Linked DNA regions of Mus musculus: region 2 is linked to region 1. Evidence: chromatin contacts called from public Hi-C data. All regions are on one chromosome and are shown on one strand. Each heading gives the region's core, a stretch centred on a gene start, on an enhancer-like site or on the middle of the called end of the contact. The rest is flanking DNA. Distances are from core to core; before and after follow the strand shown.

Region 1 (3,811 bases), core at 431-2,930:
CTTACGGTTGAAAAGGACCTTAGAAGCTGTTACCTGAGGTCATTTCTCTCATTTAAAGAATATGTCCAGTTATGTGTCAATTTAAAAAAAATGGGGCTGGAAAGATGATTCGGTGGACCTGAGTTTCCTGAGGACCTGAGTTCCATACCCAGTGCCCATATAAAAAGCTGGGCAAGGCAGGAAGCCATGTCTAACCCCAGCACTGTGGGGTTGGAGGCAGGAGCTCATTGGGGCCTGCTGGCCTTCAACATATTTCCTGGTTCAGGAAGAATAAAGGGGAGAGTGATAGAGCAGGCTACCAAATGTCTGCCCCATCTGACCTTAATACTCAACGCTGGGACCCCCTCTAGTGTCACACAAAGACTTCTTTTAAATGGGGAAATGGAGAACCATAAAGGTTAAATAGCTGATCTAAAGTCACAAAGGCTATCAGTGGTAGAAGTGACCTATAAACGCGACATGTGGATCTAGTAAACATAATTGATGCTTGCACCAAATTTTCCCATAATGCTACAAGGATACTACACTGACCCTGTCTCCCCCCTTCCTGTCCCCTTTTCTAAGATGTGAGATAGGGTTTCACTATGTATCTCCAGCTGATCTTGAACTTGTGATCCTCTCGTTTCATTTGTCCATGTGCTGGTATTACTTGTGTGTGGCAACACTTCTGGCTCCTATTGTTTTCTTATAAAAGAAATGAACTTTGACTTTTACCACAAAGACAGCTGTTTGAAGGACAGGTGCAGTTTCTAAGAGTGTGTGGGGAAGTGGGTGGGGGAAGGCAAGATGGTAGTTTCCCTCTGTAATCCAGAGAACTTGGTCAATAAACACTTCCCATAGGAAAGGAGAAAGAACAGAAAAGCTATGCCTCAAAACAGCATTGTAAAGTTCACCTTTATATTACTTGTTATAATTGCAGTTCTTATCACATGATCATTATTTCTGGCCAATACTCAACAATCCAGACAAGTACCTTCATATGATTTTGTGTCAAAAATTTCCAGAATTTTTCCTCCTAACGGCAAAAATACTATTAAAACTCAAAACGTCTACTAATTCTACACAAAATTATTTGTACAAATTATCCTAACATTTTTTTTTCTCCGCTGAGGAATTAAAAAAAAAAAAGTAACACCAACAATCCGCACGATGGGATATTTTTGTACAGAGGAGGGAACTTAAAACGCACACACAAGAGAAAGCAGAAAGTATGTTTTTGCGACAAACTTTCTTTCTTTTTCTGTTTTTAGAAGGAGAAAGTGGATGGAGATCAAAATGGAGACTGGGTACCAGGATGGATATCAGTGTCCCACTGAAGGGCCAAGGGAGAAGCTCTCGGAAGGCTGCTTTCCCCACTCCCGCTGGGTCCTCCCGCCGCACCTGCCAAGGCATCCCTAGTGGAGCATGCTGGGAACGGGCTAGGGCCCAGGCTAGGGCCCTGGCCTTCCCAGGGGAGGGAGGGAAGCAGTAGCTCTGGGTTGTGCTTGAAGTGGGGGCCGAGGTTTTGGCACTCACCGCATCTAGAACGGCTCCAGGGCAGGAAAGCGCTGCCTCACGAGGCTTGGACGTGAGAGGTCCAAGGCCCACTCTGTTACGCTCGGAACCAGGCTGCTCTAGACGCAGGCGGTATCCTCTCGTTGGTGTCATTAATGACGGAGCAACAGAGGAAGCTGACGAGGGTGGGGGCGGGGCGGGGCGGGGTGGGGCGGGGCGAGAGCTGGGAACGGCGTGGGGGGCGGGCTCCGTGAGACTCGGAAAGGGCCCGCCCCGACATGCTCAGCTGTACCCAATGGGATGCCCCGAGGGGCGTGCGTGTTTTAAGGCCCGCCCACGCTCCCTTCCTCGGTCTGCCTACGGGCGTGGAAACTGCCGGAGTGCGGAAGAGAGCTGCTGCTTACCTGATGTAGATTTCTAGATCATTCCTCTAACCTACTCTAATGTGTTGGTACCCTTGTGGTGACAAGAAGGTAATTCCTCCCAGTATTCCTGGCCTGGAACCAAAATGCAAGTCATTGAAATTGTCATCGCTTTGGGGAGCAAGAATTGGCTGTGGTTACACGGGTGGTAGGTTTCGAAGCCACATAGCCTAGAAGTGATCCTTCAGCCAAGTGCTTTGCTATCCTGGAGAAGTGACTTCATTTTCACGCTGCCTCTGTTCCTTCCTTTGTTGTGTTTGGAAAATATCTCACAGGTTATCAGTTAGTGTACATAACTCCCCTAGCAAAAGGTGAAGTGTAAAGTAAGCATTCAGTAAATGTTGGTTCTGTGTATTCCACCCTGTATTGCTAGCAGATAGTGCCAGGATGCAATAAGCAAATATTTGAGGAGTTAATGAGTGTTAGAAATACAGATGGAGAACCAAGCCCAGTACAGGATAAGGGGTGCTTTCAAAGGGCTAGCCAATAAGTCAAATGCAGAGTTGAGTGTAGACTCCAGGTCAAAGTAGGACTACAGAACCCCCCAATAAATACCTAGTCTCATTTTTTTTGTTTGTTTTGTTTTTTGTTTTTTCGAGACAGGATTTCTCTGTATAGCCCTGGCTGTCCTGGAACTCACATTATTATTATTATTATTAACAGAAATTATTATTCTGTAGACCAGGCTGGCCTCAAACTCGGAAATCCACCTGCCTCTGCCTCCAAAGTGCTGGGGTTAAAGGCATGCACCACCACTAGCCGGCATACCTAGTCTCTTGAAGTGCTCTTTTGTAGCTGGTGCTATTCGGTCACACTTGTAATGCCAACACTAGGGAGGCCAAGGTAGAAGGACTAGCAGTTAAAGGCCAGCCTTATAGCTATTCAAAAGGTTCTGTCACTAGATTTGGTTCGGGGAACACCGAGAAGTGACTTGGGCCTGAATTCCTGGAAACTCATACATTTGAGTGGTGACTGGCAATGCCTTAAGTACAATGGAAAGTTCAGGAAGTCTTGTAATGACATCTAGATTGCAAGAAATTACTATTCTGGCAGTAGTATCTTAATCGGGGTGTCATATTCCTGACAAACCTTGCTTTTCTTTTTTTGGGGGGTGGCATGTTTGTGTTTGAGCTAAACACATTCCCAGTGTTCAGTGCTGTTTACAAGGCAAAGACAAATGGAGTGGTTCTGTCTGTGTCCTGCACATATTCTACACGGGCCTGGTTTTTCTGCAGCAGGCCTTTGAAGAGGGCTTTGTCTTTGTGCTATGCATTAAGTGCCTTTCCTTTTTCCTCTTCACGGCTGGCATCCAATTTATCCATATCACAAACAAACAAACAAACAAAAAAACCAAACACCACCTCATATTCTTCCACAAACTCTTTGGCCCACATCTTCCTCATCTTTTCCCTCAGCATCTGCCTTCTGTTTCTCCAGAGACTTGTGAAAGTCATGAATGGGAACACTGTTGGACTACTTTGTTTCAGTCTCTCCAGTAATCCCTTCTCAGTGGCACTGTGAATATCAGTGCCTCTCCCCTCTCTTCTCTTCTTCCTTTTTCCTTTTTTTTTCCTTTTTTTTTTTTTTGCCCTCTTACTCAAAGGATCAGCTGTCCTCCATTACAGTGAAAGTTTTCTCATTTGAATTAGGTACTGGGTTATTTTTGCCAAATCTCTATTTACATTTGTGTTGAATGAAGCCCGGCCAGTGAATTCAATTTTCATCTATTCATTTCCAATGCTTTCTCATAGATTTCCTAAACTGGACTCATTCCCAGAGACGGCTAGGAAAAGTTCCTCGTTTTATAGCCTTCTACGGCCAGCACTGCCCTCTCTCTTTGCTGGTAGCACACTATTTGACAGGGAGTGAGTGTTGATTCTTTTTTTCCTCTCTGT
Region 2 (3,811 bases), core at 607-3,106, 100 kb after region 1:
GAGGCCAGCTACTTGTTTGCTAGGGAGATAGAGCTATTAGGGAGATGGCTGGGAGAGTTATTGAAGGGGAGAGATGCACTCAGTACAAAATGGGTCCTTGAAATAGTTTCTCCCATGATGGCTCTGAAAGGAAAATAGGACTACAGCCTTTTGCACGGCGGTAACCTCCATTTGTTAACTGTCCGCTGCACTCAGACTGGATTGGAGCTTGTTGGAGCACTTCATGTGGACACAGATGATGGTGAAGCTTGGTGAGGTGGGCTTTGTTGCTGATGGTAGGCTGGCACTGCAGCAGGAAGGAGCAGCTCTGGAGTGGTGGTATAAGTGGGGGAGGAAAGGACAGAGGTTTGTGAGGACTCCGTGGTTCTGCGTTGATGGTACACATTAGGTCTGCTCTGCCTGACTGGCCTCAGCAAGGCAGGTCCTGGGCAGCAAACTGGGGAGAGGGAAAAAGGAGTTCCTAGGGCCAGTGTGGCCAGAACCATTCAGGAGAGATGTATTTTCTGTGGAAGCTTCCCCCACCAGCAGAAGGGCTACACTAAAGATTCATACACTGGCTGCAATTTCAAGTTACTTTTTTATTTGTTATATTTTTATTTCACTTGTTATATTTCCAACTCCCCATTCCAAGGTTTTTTCTCAGAAATCATCGTGCTGCCCGAGGTCTGCTTAGGGAGGGATGCTGTTGCTGAACCCCATCCTCACAGGGGCTGCAGGGAGCCCCTTCTGTTCTCTTTTGCTGCTCTGTCCTATGTCAGCCCTCACAAAGAACACCAGGAAACCACTTTCCCCTCTTCGTTTCCATGGTAGAAAAAGAAGGAAAAATAATAACAAAAGACCATATTCCTTGGAGACTGCCAATGAGATAGACATTTACCACAACCCCATTTTACAGATGAGGACATTTACCCCTGCTGGTTTCCTTCACAATGCTCATCATTACCTCTGGCCATCTTGTTTATTTGGGCCCTTTCCTGACTCCAGTTACCATGTACCTCATGAGAAAGAGACTTTTTTCTGCTGTGTTCCCTGCTGTTATCTGTTCAGTATCTAAAACCATATGCAGAGCATCAGCGTCTGAAAAGACTGCTGTTTCTGTCTGGTTTAGGATTTGATTTTACCCTACTTGCAAGCTAATAACCTAGCCTGTCGCTGTGGAAGAAAACGGAAGGCTCCTGCATCACACTGTATTACTCACAGACCCGAATGTCAGCATTCCTGCATCAATTTTCCTTGTCCTTGAGTCCTCCTGGGATGGCAGAAGGCCAGATTCATGTTTTATACGGAACTGGTATATGCGTCACAGCCGGGATGACAAAATGGAAAATTGGCGAAGCCAATACCTTATAATAAGCAATTAGGCATGTCCACTCTACCTCAGAGGGCTGCCTTTCCTTCACCCCCCAGATAGCTTGCTTCAGTGATAATGCTTTCTTTGTGAAGGTACTCACGGGGAAGAGCTGCTTTGTTACTCCTGCCAAATGTGGGAGTCTCATGTTGGGGGAGAACTCATGTTCTTCCTTTGAGATGCAAGGCAGCTGCTATAGGTGCCTCACTGAAAGACATCTGTGTAGTTTCTCCTGATCTGACCTCACTGCGAAGGGCTTTTGAACTCACCAAGCAGCTTTAGCAAGCAGAAGAGGATCAAAGAGCAGGAGAGAATCAAGGCCAGCGCTTCTTTTAAGTCTAGTCTGAGTGTCCTGTGAGGAGGAAGGAGGCAGCTTCCTTGCCCAAGGATGTCACACAAAAAGAACTCTGAATCCCTGCAAACCGTCATTTTCACCCTCAGCACCATGCAGTCTGACAGTGGGGCTTGTAGCTTGCTGATTACTAGGCTCAGAGCCACATGCTTTCAATCAAGATCTTAGAGCAAGGCTTGGCTAAGATTCTAGCAGCACAAACAAATTCATCATGTCACTCTGGTGTACAAGAAAGTCTGAGGACACCTGGGTTAAAGCATGGGTCCCAAATATCTAATTCTTTCCCTGATTTAACTGTTTATTGACTCGGTGTTCACAGGCAACCTATTTCATATCTCTGAGCTTGTGCTTTTTCCTTACAGGCTGGAGTAAATAATATCTTCAACACAGACTATTAGGAGGATTGAGTGAGAGGATATGTGTATGTCATATCTCTGCTTCCACCCTTGCCTGTCTAAAGTCTATCCTTCCCATAGTAGAGGATTCTTTGTAAGTCAGATCCCGCCACTCCCTTGCTCAAGTCCATAGAAAGCTTTTTCTTTTTTGTTTTTAACTCGTATTTTTTTAATTAGGTATTTTCTTCATTTACATTTCCAGTGCTATCCCAAAAGTTCCCCATACCCTCACCCCCACTCCCCTCCCCCCACTCCCACTTCTTGGCCCTGGCGTTCCCCTATACTGAGAGGCATATAAAGGTTGCATGACCAATGGGCCTCTCTTTCCTCTGATGGCCGACCAGGCCATCTTTTGATACATATGCAGCTAGAGACAAGAGCTCCGGGGTACTGGTTAGTTCATATTGTTGTTCCACCTACAGGGTTGCAGACCCCTTTAGCTCCTTGGGTACTTTCTCTAGCTCCTCCATTGGGGGGCCTGTGATCCATCCAATAGCTGACTATGAGCATCCACTTCTGTGTTTGCCAGGCCCCGGCCTAGTCTCACAAGAGACAGCCATATCTGGGTCCTTTCAGCAAAATCTTGCTAGTGTATGCAATGGTGTCAGCGTTTGGAAGCTGACTATGGGGTGGATCCCTAGATATGGCAGTCTCTAGATGGTCCGTCCTTTCATCTCAGCTCCCAACTTTGTCTCTGTAACTCCTTCCATTGGTGTTTTGTTCCCAATTCTAAGAAGGAGCAAAGTGTCCACACTTTGGTCTTTGTTCTTCTTGAGTTTCATGAGTTTCACAAATTGAATTTATGAAATTCCTAGGCAAATGGATGGACCTGGAGGGCATCATCCTAAGTGAGGTAACCCAATCACAAAAGAACTCACATGATATGTACTCACTGATAAGTGGATATTAGCCCAGATACTTAGAATACCCAAGATATAACATAGAAAGCTTTTTCATCTCACTCAAAGCAAACTCTCACTCTGCTTCTTCTTATCAATGTAAAGTTCTTTAGTTGATGCATCTTTCCTTCCCCCTAACCAGCAGGTGCTTTGCCACAGTTAAACACTTGTTCAAAACAGTGCTGAAAACCTGGGCAAAGCAGAATGTTTCCTATAGTGGTTACAGATGTTTACAACATGCACAGATGCCCAGGAAGGGCCTATGTGAGCAGTGCCCCTGTTCAGATTGCCCGAAAAACCCCTTCTTCCCTCTAAGTTAAAAATCTGTGCATCCGGTGTTCCATCTCTGGCTGGCCCCCTCTTCTGTCACTATGACAGCACCAGCAAGTTAGCCACACCAGGGAGTTAGTTACGTGGGTGCACAGTTATCTAGAGTTATTGCCTATGAGTTTGCTGGGTAGGAGTTAATTTCTCAGAAAAATCCACCCTCCTCAATGCAGGTTGACAAAATACAGGGTTTTTTTTTTTTTTTTTTTTTTAGCTTCTAAACAGAAAAGCCAGCCCCTAGACCCAAGATAACCCCAAGGAGACACAGGCATTTTAGGCATGGCCTACTCATCATGTTCTTTAATTATAGCATACTTAATAATTCCTTACAATGCTTTTTAAATAATCCCCTATAATTCTTCCTTCAGTGTATTTCATTGGCTGACAATTCTAATTTTTTCCCTTCTGCTGATCATTCAACCCTAAGTTAACACAAACTCCCCCAATTTAACAGACATTTATTTAGCTAAGAGCGAGCGGTATAAGCAGT

The links. A called contact is a pair of places that touch in the nucleus more often than the background predicts.
Region 2: a Hi-C map of uterus shows a contact between it and region 1, with 2.1 times the contacts expected there. The contact joins the enhancer-like site here to the promoter of C1galt1c1 in region 1. A contact is called at or near these places in 1 of 39 promoter capture datasets (cranial neural crest), 2 of 484 Hi-C or Micro-C datasets (cortical neurons and uterus) and 2 of 9 other capture datasets (adipose tissue and pancreatic islet).

The regions. Positions count from the first base shown.
Region 1 is chrX:38,633,463-38,637,273 of GRCm38.p6, forward strand. It overlaps C1galt1c1 (C1GALT1-specific chaperone 1), which reads right to left and starts at 1,681. Exons shown (of 2, transcript NM_021550.3): 1 at 1,516-1,681. Gm52440 (a long non-coding RNA gene) reads left to right here and starts at 1,826. Exons shown (of 2, transcript XR_003953098.1): 1 at 1,826-1,967. It also overlaps the pseudogene Gm18436.
Region 2 is chrX:38,733,850-38,737,660 of GRCm38.p6, forward strand. No RefSeq gene overlaps it. Among named protein-coding and RNA genes, the nearest start is that of 6030498E09Rik, 37 kb to the right of the region's middle. Within about 2 kb of position 1,857, at least 33 of the 459 cell types and tissues checked have an H3K27ac peak or open chromatin away from gene starts, as enhancers often do. A contact at or near this core is called in cortical neurons, where this site is marked.